Linked DNA regions of Mus musculus: region 2 is linked to region 1. Evidence: chromatin contacts called from public HiChIP or PLAC-seq data. All regions are on one chromosome and are shown on one strand. Each heading gives the region's core, a stretch centred on a gene start, on an enhancer-like site or on the middle of the called end of the contact. The rest is flanking DNA. Distances are from core to core; before and after follow the strand shown.

Region 1 (5,613 bases), core at 2,092-4,591:
TGTAAAATTGAATACATTGATTATAAAAATAAATACAAGGTATTCTTAAAAACTATCCTCCAATATGAATCAAGAGCTTATATTCCCAGAGATAATACTAACTGGTTGTAGCCACTAGTAATATGCCAGAAGCAAACATAATCAGTATGAAATGAATATCTGGGTTCATCCATGCCTATGTATTGCTAAGCATAGTCATGGTGGTAGGAATGGAATGTGTCTACACTACTCACCAAGACTGTCAGCACATGGAAGGGCTAGTATAACTAAAGATAGGTAATCCATAGCTGCTGGGTTGGGCATGGTAGGAGAGGCAGAGGCAGGCGGAATGTTCAAAGTTCAAGGCCAGCCTGGTCTACATACTTAGTTCTAGGTCAGCCAAAACTACAGAGAAACCCTGCCACAAAAACAAAAACAAAAACAAAAACAAAAACAAAAACAAAAACAAATAACAGAAAGGATAACCCATGAATTCTAAATGAATCAAGAACATATCTGAGGCATACAGATTCAAATTAAACTATAGATGAAAATCGTAGCTCTATTAAGCCACATGTGGCAATAATATACATGACAAGGAGAAAAAGTGGAATGCCATAGACAAAAAAAAAAAAAAAAAAAAAAGACAAACCTAGTCAGGGAATGGCTAACTGGCCAAAGGTGAACATTCTGGACAAAGTGAAGAAAGAACTGGGAAGAGGAAAAAAAAAAAAAAAAAACTCAACACAAACCAAGAACATGTAAGCAAAAACTACACCTTGATGGATCTTGAATTCACTGAAAGCATCTAATAAAAGGATTTAGGACTCGAGGTTTTAAATTAAATGAATGAGAAAAAAAAAATTAAGATATCTTTAAAGGAAATACCAAGATTTGAACTAAGGGTCAGCATGATGGCTCACTAAGTAAAGGCACTTAACCATCTGAGTGTCCCTTTTTATAACTCATCAGGGTCACTCATAAGCTTCTGAGTCACAATATGATTTGTCAGGACCCCTGATAATCAAGAGGCCCTTTTGAGTGAAGACATGAGTATTTTTGTCACTGAAAAGTGTATCTTCATAGTAAACTATCAACACCCAAACTTCTAACACAATCTCTTAGGAAGAGCAATAATCAGTCCCCAGATAAAAGAAAACAGTGAGCCATGAATCCAGAACTAAGAATAAGTGTCTTGACTTTCCTAGGCCCACTGCCTGCCGGTTGAACTCAAATGGCCCTGTCTGTTCCCACCTGCTGCAATCTTAAGGCACCCTGACACTGTTCCTGTTGAGACAGCTCGGCAGTTACAAGACTGCCCTAAAAGTATGTTCTACTGTGTCGTGTTTGACAGTCAGTCCCACTACGTAGCCCAGGCTGCTGGACAACTCCCCAGAATCCTGCTGTACCTTCCCAAGTGTTGGGATTACAGGTGTGGACCACCATGTCCAAACCCAGTCCTAAAATAAATACATACTTGTAATTACATCTACCAGGCAGATTTATAACACCTACCTGTTGACTTTTACAACTCTAGAAGCCAAGTAATTCAAAGAGTGGTTTCAAATTATACAAAAATGCAGTTAAGACATAAGTTATGACTTAAAATACTTTCCAAGTGTTGAAATGATACTTTACAAGTCCACCCACCAACTAATTTGCGATCTTTAAACATGTATTATTTATTCCTAAAAGGCACCTGCCTCAAAAAGCCATTGAAAGCTGAAACTGTCAGCTAAGTAAACAACCTAACATTTCTTTTTCACAGTACTATGCAAGTGATACTTAACTGGAGGCATAAAGCTTTCTAAACTTAAGCTCTTCCCTGCATCTTTCAAACTCTGACATCCACAGGTATTACAGTCAGTAACAAGCACAGCTTACAGTCTCCCATGCTCACCACATACAGGTTTTCACATAATCCAAACGATACACCAATGCCTAACTACTTCTCAATCCCATCTGAACACATGAGGTAACTAAAGCTGGTTAAGGCCAACTTCTTAGGGCCACAGAGACTAAGTCTATAAACATCAGGTTATATTAAACAACAAACACAAAAAAGCCTCATGACAATCTAACTAAACTATAGTCCAAAGTGAAATTACTAATAATTTCCACTTAAACACTGCCTGCTGCAATCACAATTTTCACATAAATTAAAAAATCCCTATTACAAGAGTCTTTAGCCGGGCATGGTGGCGCACGCCTTTAATCCTAGCACTTGGGAGGCAGAGGCAGGCAGATTTCTGAGTTCGAGGCCAGCCTGGTCTACGAAGTGAGTTCCAGGACAGCCAGGGCTACACAGAGAAACCCTGTCTCGAAAAAAAAAAAAAAAAAAAAAAAAAGTCTTTAGAAAATACCTAATGGATAATACCTAAAAACTGGTTTGAGAGAAAAGGGTGCTTTGGGGAAAAAAGAAAAAAGAAGAAAAGAAGGAGGAGGAGAAAGAAGGGAGAAGAAGAAGACGACGACGATGACCTTTTTCTTTTCTCTGTGGTTTTCTTTTTGAGACAAGATCTCGGTGCCAAATGACCTCAAACTCGTGGAGCTCTGCCTGCCTGGGCCTCACCTGTGCTCAGGGTAAAGACATGTGCCACCACAACCTTCAGGAGGAAGGTTCCTAAAGCTTAGAACCCCACCTCATTTCTAGATTCGCATATTTTCTCTTCCATCCACTACCTTCCCCCGAGCTTCCCCAGATACTCTAAGTCATGGATCTTATGCAGAAATAAACTTACGGCTGTGTCCTATGGCTTCTTGGGTTCACGCTGAACTCTGCCTAAGAGTTTTACCCCAGTTCTGCAAGCCCAGGTAAAGTTAACACACGCTAACACAGTAAATCTATTGAGAATGCACTTGGCAAACGCCCCTCCGGGAAGCCAAGGTGTTTCCTTTCCCCTCACTCCTCTCCCTAGAGCCCCAAACAGAACCCTAAATCCTTCCCATCACAACTGTCATTCGGTTGTAACCCCTCCTCTCCTGAGCCTCTAAAAGCCAGACCACGCCAAGCTGTCCCATACCCCCATTCCGGCCCCGTTTCTCAGCACTCAGGTCTCTCGTCGGAAAACAGGGAAGGCTGCGGTGTCTTTCGAGCAAAAGTGAAGATGAAGGAGAAGGGCGCCGAGGGGAGAGCGCGGTCAGCCCGCGCCTGGGGAAGGCGGCAGGAAGCGCGCCCGGCAGGGATCAGCCTCACACGTGGGCCTGTGGCCGCAACCCGCACTCACCAGGCCGTCGATCTGCACCTGCTTCACGGCCGAATCTCCGGAGCCGCCTTTGCCTTTGCCCTTCCCCACCGCGCCGCCAGCAGAACCGGAGGAGGTGGCGGTAGAGCCGGTGCCTTCCTTGCGCGACGCCATGTTTCCAGCCAGACAGGAAGAAAGAGAAGCGTGAGGCGCCGGAAGCGGAACTACGAGGCTCCGTGACGCTATGTTAAGGCTTTGGGGGTGGGGGGGGCGGTGTCTGGAAGCAGGCTGGGCAGGGCCCCGCCTCCTCGGTGGTGTTTCTCCCTCCCCCAACCCTCCCTGAGATTGTGGGAATCCTCTGCGCACGCGCGGAGTTTGGCCCGTACTGCTCAACCCACAGTAATTGATTAGGGTCACTCTGACTACAGAGAAAGAGCTTAGAAGCAAGAGCCATTATTCTACACCCACTCAGAATATACAGAAAATGTCTAAAACATGGTTAACTTTGATCAGTCTCTAAAATGAAAGATTTACCTGGGTAAAATACTCAGAAGTTCTTTTCTGTAGTGTTGTAGTGTGGAAGTTGATGTCATGGTAAGTATTCAGAATGCAGACTCTACGAATAATGCTGACCTATGACATGAGCTCTGAAATACATATTATCGTGACTGGAAAACACTACATCTGTTGTAGGAAGCCATTGTAATAATTCTCTGCTTTAGAGTGACTTTTTCCCTACTCCTTATTCAAAAGTAATGAAATGGTCACACTGTGGCAGAAAATATTGTATGCTAACCTTTAATTTTTGTTGTTGCTATTATTTGGGGTTTGTTATGCATCAATCTGACAGCAAGGATTAAAATGTTACTAATGATTCAATGATTCAATGTCCACTTCTACAAGTCTAGAAGGAATATTAGCATCCTGGCTCACAGAGAAAATCTCCACAAAGTATCAAAGGTGCATCATAGAAGAGTTACACTAGAAAGCAGTAGCAGGGTGTTAAAAAGCAGAAATAAAACTCTCAAAAGAATTAAGTGGGAGTTAAAACTGTGTGGTATTTATAAAGAAAAAATATCCACTAGCTAATCCTACAACATACATAGTTTGACAGGACACTGCCTCTGGAAAGCAGGGACACAAATGTGACAATGGCAGCTTGTAAAGGTGAAGGGGAAAACCCATATTAGGATGAAGTGCTTAATTTTAATTGGGTATGTTAATTAGGTGAGCCAAGGGAGGTGCTGAGTGCTGGACTTCCTTTGATAGCTGGACTTTGGTAGTCATCCACAGGAGGAGGAAGTGGCCAAATAAGGGAATGGACCTTGTTGGCTAGCTTTAGGAATGCAATCTGTTGGTTTGGTTTGATGGAGGGAATGGGGGGAGAAGGGCAAGGCCTAACAGATCGATGCCTGCAGTGCTTGGGCTGGCTAGAGTCCCTTCAGAGAAGTCCCTACTAGCTACCTTTCCATCACCAGATCTGTATTAGACGAGCCAGCCGAAGTAAAGACCCAGAGTTCAGCACCAAAGTACTCAAATATAAATGTTTAAATTATTTTAAGCCGTGCGTGGTGGTGCATGCCTTTAATCCCAACACTTGGGAGGCAGAGGCAGGTGGATTTCTGAGTTCGAGGCCAGCCTGGTCTACAGAGTGCCAGGACAGCCAGGGCTACACAGAGAAACCCTGTCTCAAAAAACAAAAAAACAAAAAACAAAAAAAGGTAAATTGTTTTAAAAATTGTGCCAGTTAGGTAGTGGCACTTGCCTTTAATCCCAGCACTGGGGAGATAATGGCAGGCAAATATCTAGGAGTTTAAACTCAGCCTGATCCAGGGCAAGTTCCAGGACAGCCAGAACCACAGAGAAACCCTGCCTTGAAAAAAAAAACAGAAATTGGGCTGGGCGTGGTGGTGCATGCCTTTAATCCCAGCACTTGGGAGGCAGAGGCAAGTGGATTTCTGAGTTCGAGGCCATCCTGATCTACAGAGTGAGTTCCAGGACAGCCAAGGCGACACAGAGAAACCCTGTCTTGAAAAACAAAAACAAAAAACAAAAACAAAAACAAGAAAAGAAAAAGAAAAAACAGAAATCAAACTAAACAAACAAACAAAAAAACTAAACTGGAAAATATAATCTATCCATGAAGGACCTGGTGCAGCCCCCATGTAGGCCCTGTACTGGCAGCTTCAGTCTCTGTGCATTCATGTGAGCCTTGCTCAGTAGATTTAGAGGGACTTGTTCTCCTGGTGTGCTCCATCCCCTCTGGTTCTTACACTTATTCTGCCTCTATTCTGTTCTACGGGATTCCCTTAGCTCCCAGAGGAAGGATTTAATGAAGACATCTCTTTAAAGCTGTTTATTCCTGGATCTATCTCTGTCTGTCTCTGTACCTGGCTCTCTCTGTTTCTGTTTCTGTTTCTCTCTGTCTCTGTCTCTGTCTCTCCTCCCT
Region 2 (5,613 bases), core at 1,843-4,342, 110 kb after region 1:
CTGACACCTGCCATCACATCATAACAGCTACATTTTAATGACTGGGGAAGGAAGGAGGAACAGACAATAGTTCTCTGCCAAAACAATCATCTCCATGTAACTTTTTCCTTAAATGTGTGTGTAAACAGTGGTGCTTCTGTATTCTTTATGCTATTATGTTAAGTCAGCATATACAAGTATTTTTAAAAGGTGCAGCTTTCAGTAGTTTAAGACAACAGTACATAACTGTAATACATACCTCTGAAAAACAATCTTGAAACAAGTCCCAAGCTTACTGACAGCACCATATAAATAATTTATCTATACAGGTGTTCAGATACATGAGCCTTGCCTAAATTGATACCCACATGATTTTCTCAGAGGGGAAAAAAAAAAAACACTTCCTAAATCGTACACCTTGTAATGAACATACTCCTAAATCAAAGTATATGCATTTCAGATGGCTGGTACCTTAGGATCAAACACTCTTAAGGAAACAAAACTGGAGGTCAGAGATGCACTAAACAATCTAAAAGATGAGGGATTAGGGCAGAAGAAGGGACTGAGAAGGGAGGAGAGACACAAGACAGACATACTCTAAATCTGGCAGTGGCTGATCAAAATCGTGGAATTCCTCAGGTAAAGTAATGGCATTATAAGCTGCTTCCCGATTTTCCTCAGGTAGATCGACAACACCTGGAAAAGAGAGATGAAGCTTGAAGGCCTAGCTGAGTAGATTACATGTGGGTCAGAGGTAGCACATGCCAAGTATCTCCAGATGGAAGCCCTTGTCTGCTGTCATGTTAGCATGAGTTCTACACAAGTAGTCCAGGCACTCAGTATGCTGGAAGCTAAGCTTTCAAAACAGCATGCCAACAAACAAACAGGGTTAGTCTTCTACTTTTTACCATGAAATCTATCTGGAGTAGTATCAATGGTTACAAAGAAGTACAATAAATATATATTTTCTTATTCCAATTGTGTTTTCCTTGTGAGCAGTGTGGAAGGCAGAGGTCCAGGTCAGGGGACTTTTTCCAACTGCTCGATACCTTTCTTGACACAAGGTCTCATTGCATTTGGAACTCAACAATTATCAGGCCAAGGCTGTAAAAGAAGCCCAAGGGCTGGTGAGATGGCTCAGTGGGTAAGAGCACCCGACTGCTCTTCCGAAGGTCCGAAGTTCAAATCCCAGCAACCACATGGTGGCTCACAACCATCCGTAATGAGATCTGACTCCCTCTTCTGGAGGGTCTGAAGACAGCTACAGTGTACTTACATGTAATAAATAAATAAATAAATAAATAAATCTTAAAAAAAAAAAAAAAAGAAGCCCAAGGCATTGTTTCTTCTTCCCCTGCACTGGGATTACAGGTGCCACTGAAGCTCAGTGTTTGTCGTTTTTTTCTTATAATGTGGGCGAGGGACTCATGCCCTTCATGTTTACAGAACCAAAGCAACTCCCTAAGTAGGAGGTGGTTATCTTAGGAAAAGGATCACAAAATGTTGGCTATGTTCAAAATTTTCCAGATAAAAGTATTTAAAAATAACATGACAACTATAAAGGACAAAAAAATTACTGTCTACGTGGTGGCACATGCCTTTAATCCCAGCACTTGGGAGGCAGAGGCAGGCGGATTTCTGAGTTCGAGGCCAGCCTGGTCTACAAAGTGAGTTCCAGGACAGCCAGGGCTACACAGAGAAACCCTGTCTCGAAAAACCGAAAAACAAAAAAAACTACTGTCTAGCGTGCTATATGCAATAAATATACTTTATCACACAAAAATAAAGTAGTAGGTAGTTTACTATCATGTACTAAAATAGAAGTATTAGAATATAGCATCAACGGAAGCTGCTATATAAAAGCACCCTGACACATCACGTCTATCTCACTGATTCTACAAAGCTAGCTGGTCAGAGAGGCCCTGGGATGAGCCCATCTCCTCCCTACAGTACACAGCAGAGGCAGGGGCCACCATTGCCAGCCTTTTCCATCGTCACTGGAGACTGCCCTCAGGCCCTCCGTGCTTGCCTCCAAGCACCCTGACAACTCCACTATCCGCAGCACATAGTCTGATCATTTAAAACAGCAACATTTCATCATTTCAAATTGTAGAATGTGAGTCCAGATGAATACTACAGATACTATTTACTTTGGTTGGTTCTAGAACCAAATCTTACCTCAAGCAAAACTGTAAAACTGACACGACAAAGACCATTAAATGAAATGTCTCAGGATTAAAAGTGCATGTGATTTTAAAATTATGTTAAGACTGTTCAGGGGGAAAAAGCCAGCCCCCCACCCAGTTGCATTTTGAGCCACCTTTTATAATTCACACATCAACAGTTTGCAGCATGTCTGCTCCGATGACTCAGCTGCTGCAAGCTGCTGAGACTAGGTAAACACCGAGTCTAAAAATGGACAGTGCTCCCTACAATGGGAGCTGCTATGAAAAAAACCACACCTATCTAGAACACACAATTAGCAGTTTCCACCATGGTATGGGAAGCCTCACAGGTTAAAAAACAAAGAAAGGCACACTACCTGGCCGAAACGCCATCTTTATTTTAATAAATGCTTCATTACAGTCTGCGAGGAGGTATTTGGCTTTCCTGTGATAGATGCGGACTACTCCCAGGAGAAGGTGTCCTGACGTCCGCAGCGCCATCTTCACCTGAGCAAGAGATGAGCATTACATCCACGGTCAGTGGATTACATTCGAGGGCAGTGTACTGGAAAGTGCATATCCTGTGCTATTTATAAGGATCTTGTGCTTTTTCTTTATTTTCTGGGTGATTTAAAGTCGGTTAATAAATATTTGCACCTTACCATTTCCTAACTCCCCTAACACAGACTAAACGACAGTAATTCATAAATTCACTTAGACATAAAGGCAGCTATGAAGCAGAAAGCCGATCTTCCCATGGATGTTGCCATCAGCACACCAAGGATTGTGATTTTGTTTTAGAAGCAAACACTCCTGGCCTTAAAAAAAAGAAAGATTATTTCAGACCTGTCGGTTAAAACGTCTTATTGAGCAGGCGCACACACATACCTCAGTCAACTGAGAAAGAAAGGTGGGGCTTGCCAGCGGATTTCTGAGAAGGGCTTTGAAATAACAGAATGTCTCTGTCTTCTCCCTTTCCTGCTGTGTGGGTGATGATGCACCAAAGGACAGTCAACGAGCTAAGGCTTTGGCTCATCTCTGTGCTAGGGACCAATTAGATCTGTCTTGGAATGTCCCTTTAACACTTTTCCTTTTGTTAAGCACTGTTAATTACTTCCTAATACTAGATCAGAAGACACAATAATGACCTAAACAGACACAGAAATATTCAAAACTTTCCTGGCTACAAATAATTCAAAGAATAAAAAACATGAACTCAAAAGTTCCCCCAGATAGTTCTTCATTCAAATCATACCATAAACTCAAGCTTCCCAAATTCTATGGTAAAAACATACTCATTAAAAGATATGTTTAAAATTATGTCCATTGTATGTTAGCACCGCATCTGTCTAGGACTCCTCTGCAATCTAGCCTCTGTATTTATGGTCATCTTATGTGATTTAAAGCAAGACTAACAAACTTGCTACTGTAAATTTTTAGACCTCTCAAATAATAACAAATCTGATCAAATCCAGGACACAGAAAGAATGACAGAACCCCTTCCATGTCTACAATGAGCAACCTCCAAATGTAGCGCCTGTACTAGTTTGGTTTAGAGTGGGTAAAGTTAGGTAAGACGTGCTTTAAGCAGAAGGATGTAAATACAGTAAGTTGGCCACCGGCTATATGCTAAACAAAGGGGGCCTGGGATGGTTCTTCAAATGGGAGGAGTTGGGAAAGTTCATAGAAGCTCCCAGGTAAGGCAGAGCAACCCCAACCTCAACAAATAAACCATTTCCTCAGCATGAAATGCTCAGCAGTTTCAGGCCAGCTCCCTGGGCCAATAGCTTCACACCATATTACACTAAACCCTAATAAAGACCCACAATGATTGAAAAATGTTAAGTGAGTAATTTGTGGGGTCCACCAGTTATCTTTAATGTCAAACTATCTATATCTGCTAACACACTCTTTTTTTTCCCATTTTTTATTAGGTATTTAGCTCATTTACATTTCCAATGCTATACCAAAAGTCCCCCATACCCACCCACCCCCACTCCCCTACCCACCCACTCCCCCTTTTTGGCCCTGGCATTCCCCTGTACTGGGGCATATAAAGTTTGCAAGTCCAATGGGCCTCTCTTTCCAGTGATGGCCGCCTAGGCCATCTTTTGATACATATGCCTGCTAACACACTCTTATCTCTCAGACTTTTTGTAGTGTACAAAGTACTCTATGTACATTATAACAAGTATCCTTAGAGCCAAAGTAGTTTTGAGATTTATGGATATTAAAAAAAAGAATGCGCTGGGTGTGGTGGCACATGCCTTTAATCCCAGCACTTGGGAGGCAGAGGCAGGTGGATTTCTGAGTTCGAGGCCAGCCTGGTCTACAAAGTGAGTTCCAGGACAGCCAGGGCTACACAGAAAAACCCTGTCACGAAACAACAACAACAACAAACAAAAACAAAAATAAAAGGAAAAAAAAAAAAAGAAAGAAAAGAATGCTATCTCTCCAGTCTCATCTTCTGTCAACAAGTATGCACGTGTGTGTGTGTGTGTGTGTGTGTGTGTACACGAACTTCTGCTTTCCAACTAGTGCACAGAAAGCATACTGTAGGCTTTGTGTGTGTATGTTTTTATGTGCAGACAGTAAACCCTGCACATACATATAGTTCCATACGTGCATGTTTATTGTACATGGCACTGTATTTTTAGGACTGAATTTTAAAAAGCTCTATTCTGAGCTGTAGTACAATGTCTGCTATAGCCAGCACATTTTCAGAGCACCTTTCACTCACACATGAGTAAGGAAAAGTAGGTATTTCCTGTACACTCCCCTGTTCCAGCAGGAGTGGCCTACTCTCTGTATCACCCGGCATACTGGTACATTTATAAGTGATAAATTATACAGCAATATATGGTAACCCAAAGCCCACTTTTGGTTTTCAAGTACCTCTACACTTAGATGGACTAAATGGACAGGGTCATGAACTCACCATCACAGTTATGGCAGACAGCTCTACTGCTCTAAATCAAGCCTGTGGTCTGCCTACTCATACTTCCTTCTTGCCCCAACCCCTCAGATTTTCACTACCTTTGTAGCCAGCCGTGCCTTTCCAAGCGTGTCCTGCAGTCAGAACTCTGCAGTAGAAAGCCTTTGCAGAGCAGTCTATGCATAGGCCAGTTTTTATCAACACATCCACTGAGGAGCTCCTAAACGCTTTGTATGTTGTGGCAAGTCTGAGTAAAGATGCTATGAACATCTCTTTGTTTTTAAATATAGACATTAAGTTTTCAACTACTTCTGGGTAAGTATCAAGGAAAAAGACTTTGGGCTTACAGTTAACATCTGCCTAAAATTTTTGGCATATTTCATCATAGGCTTTTTTTGAGTCTTAATAGGTTATATTCTAGTTTTATACTTCACATTTTAGGCCTATGACCCTGAGTTAACTTATTTTTACAAGAAATAAGTTATGTCTCCAGATTTGTCTTCATACATGCTGATATCATTTGTTCTAGCACTA

Evidence for each region. HiChIP or PLAC-seq counts read pairs in DNA pulled down with a chosen protein or histone mark.
Region 2: an H3K27ac HiChIP or PLAC-seq map of embryonic stem cells shows a contact between it and region 1, with 15 read pairs. The contact joins the enhancer-like site here to the promoter of Eif3h in region 1. A contact is called at or near these places in 5 of 39 promoter capture datasets (the C10 cell line, erythroid cells, liver and 1 more), 14 of 484 Hi-C or Micro-C datasets (B cells, CD8 T cells, LSK cells and 10 more), 8 of 115 datasets of contacts at active chromatin or transcription factors (astrocytes, bone marrow-derived macrophages, embryonic stem cells and 3 more) and 3 of 9 other capture datasets (adipose tissue, liver and pancreatic islet).

The regions. Positions count from the first base shown.
Region 1 is chr15:51,862,120-51,867,732 of GRCm38.p6, forward strand. It overlaps Eif3h (eukaryotic translation initiation factor 3, subunit H), which reads right to left and starts at 3,342. Exons shown (of 8, transcript NM_080635.1): 1 at 3,207-3,342. The coding sequence starts at 3,338.
Region 2 is chr15:51,975,524-51,981,136 of GRCm38.p6, forward strand. Rad21 (RAD21 cohesin complex component) reads right to left here. Exons shown (of 14, transcript NM_009009.4): 3 at 2,522-2,651; 4 at 576-675. Among named protein-coding and RNA genes, the nearest start is that of Gm52217, 13 kb to the right of the region's middle. Within about 2 kb of position 3,093, at least 18 of the 459 cell types and tissues checked have an H3K27ac peak or open chromatin away from gene starts, as enhancers often do. A contact at or near this core is called in embryonic stem cells and pancreatic islet, where this site is marked.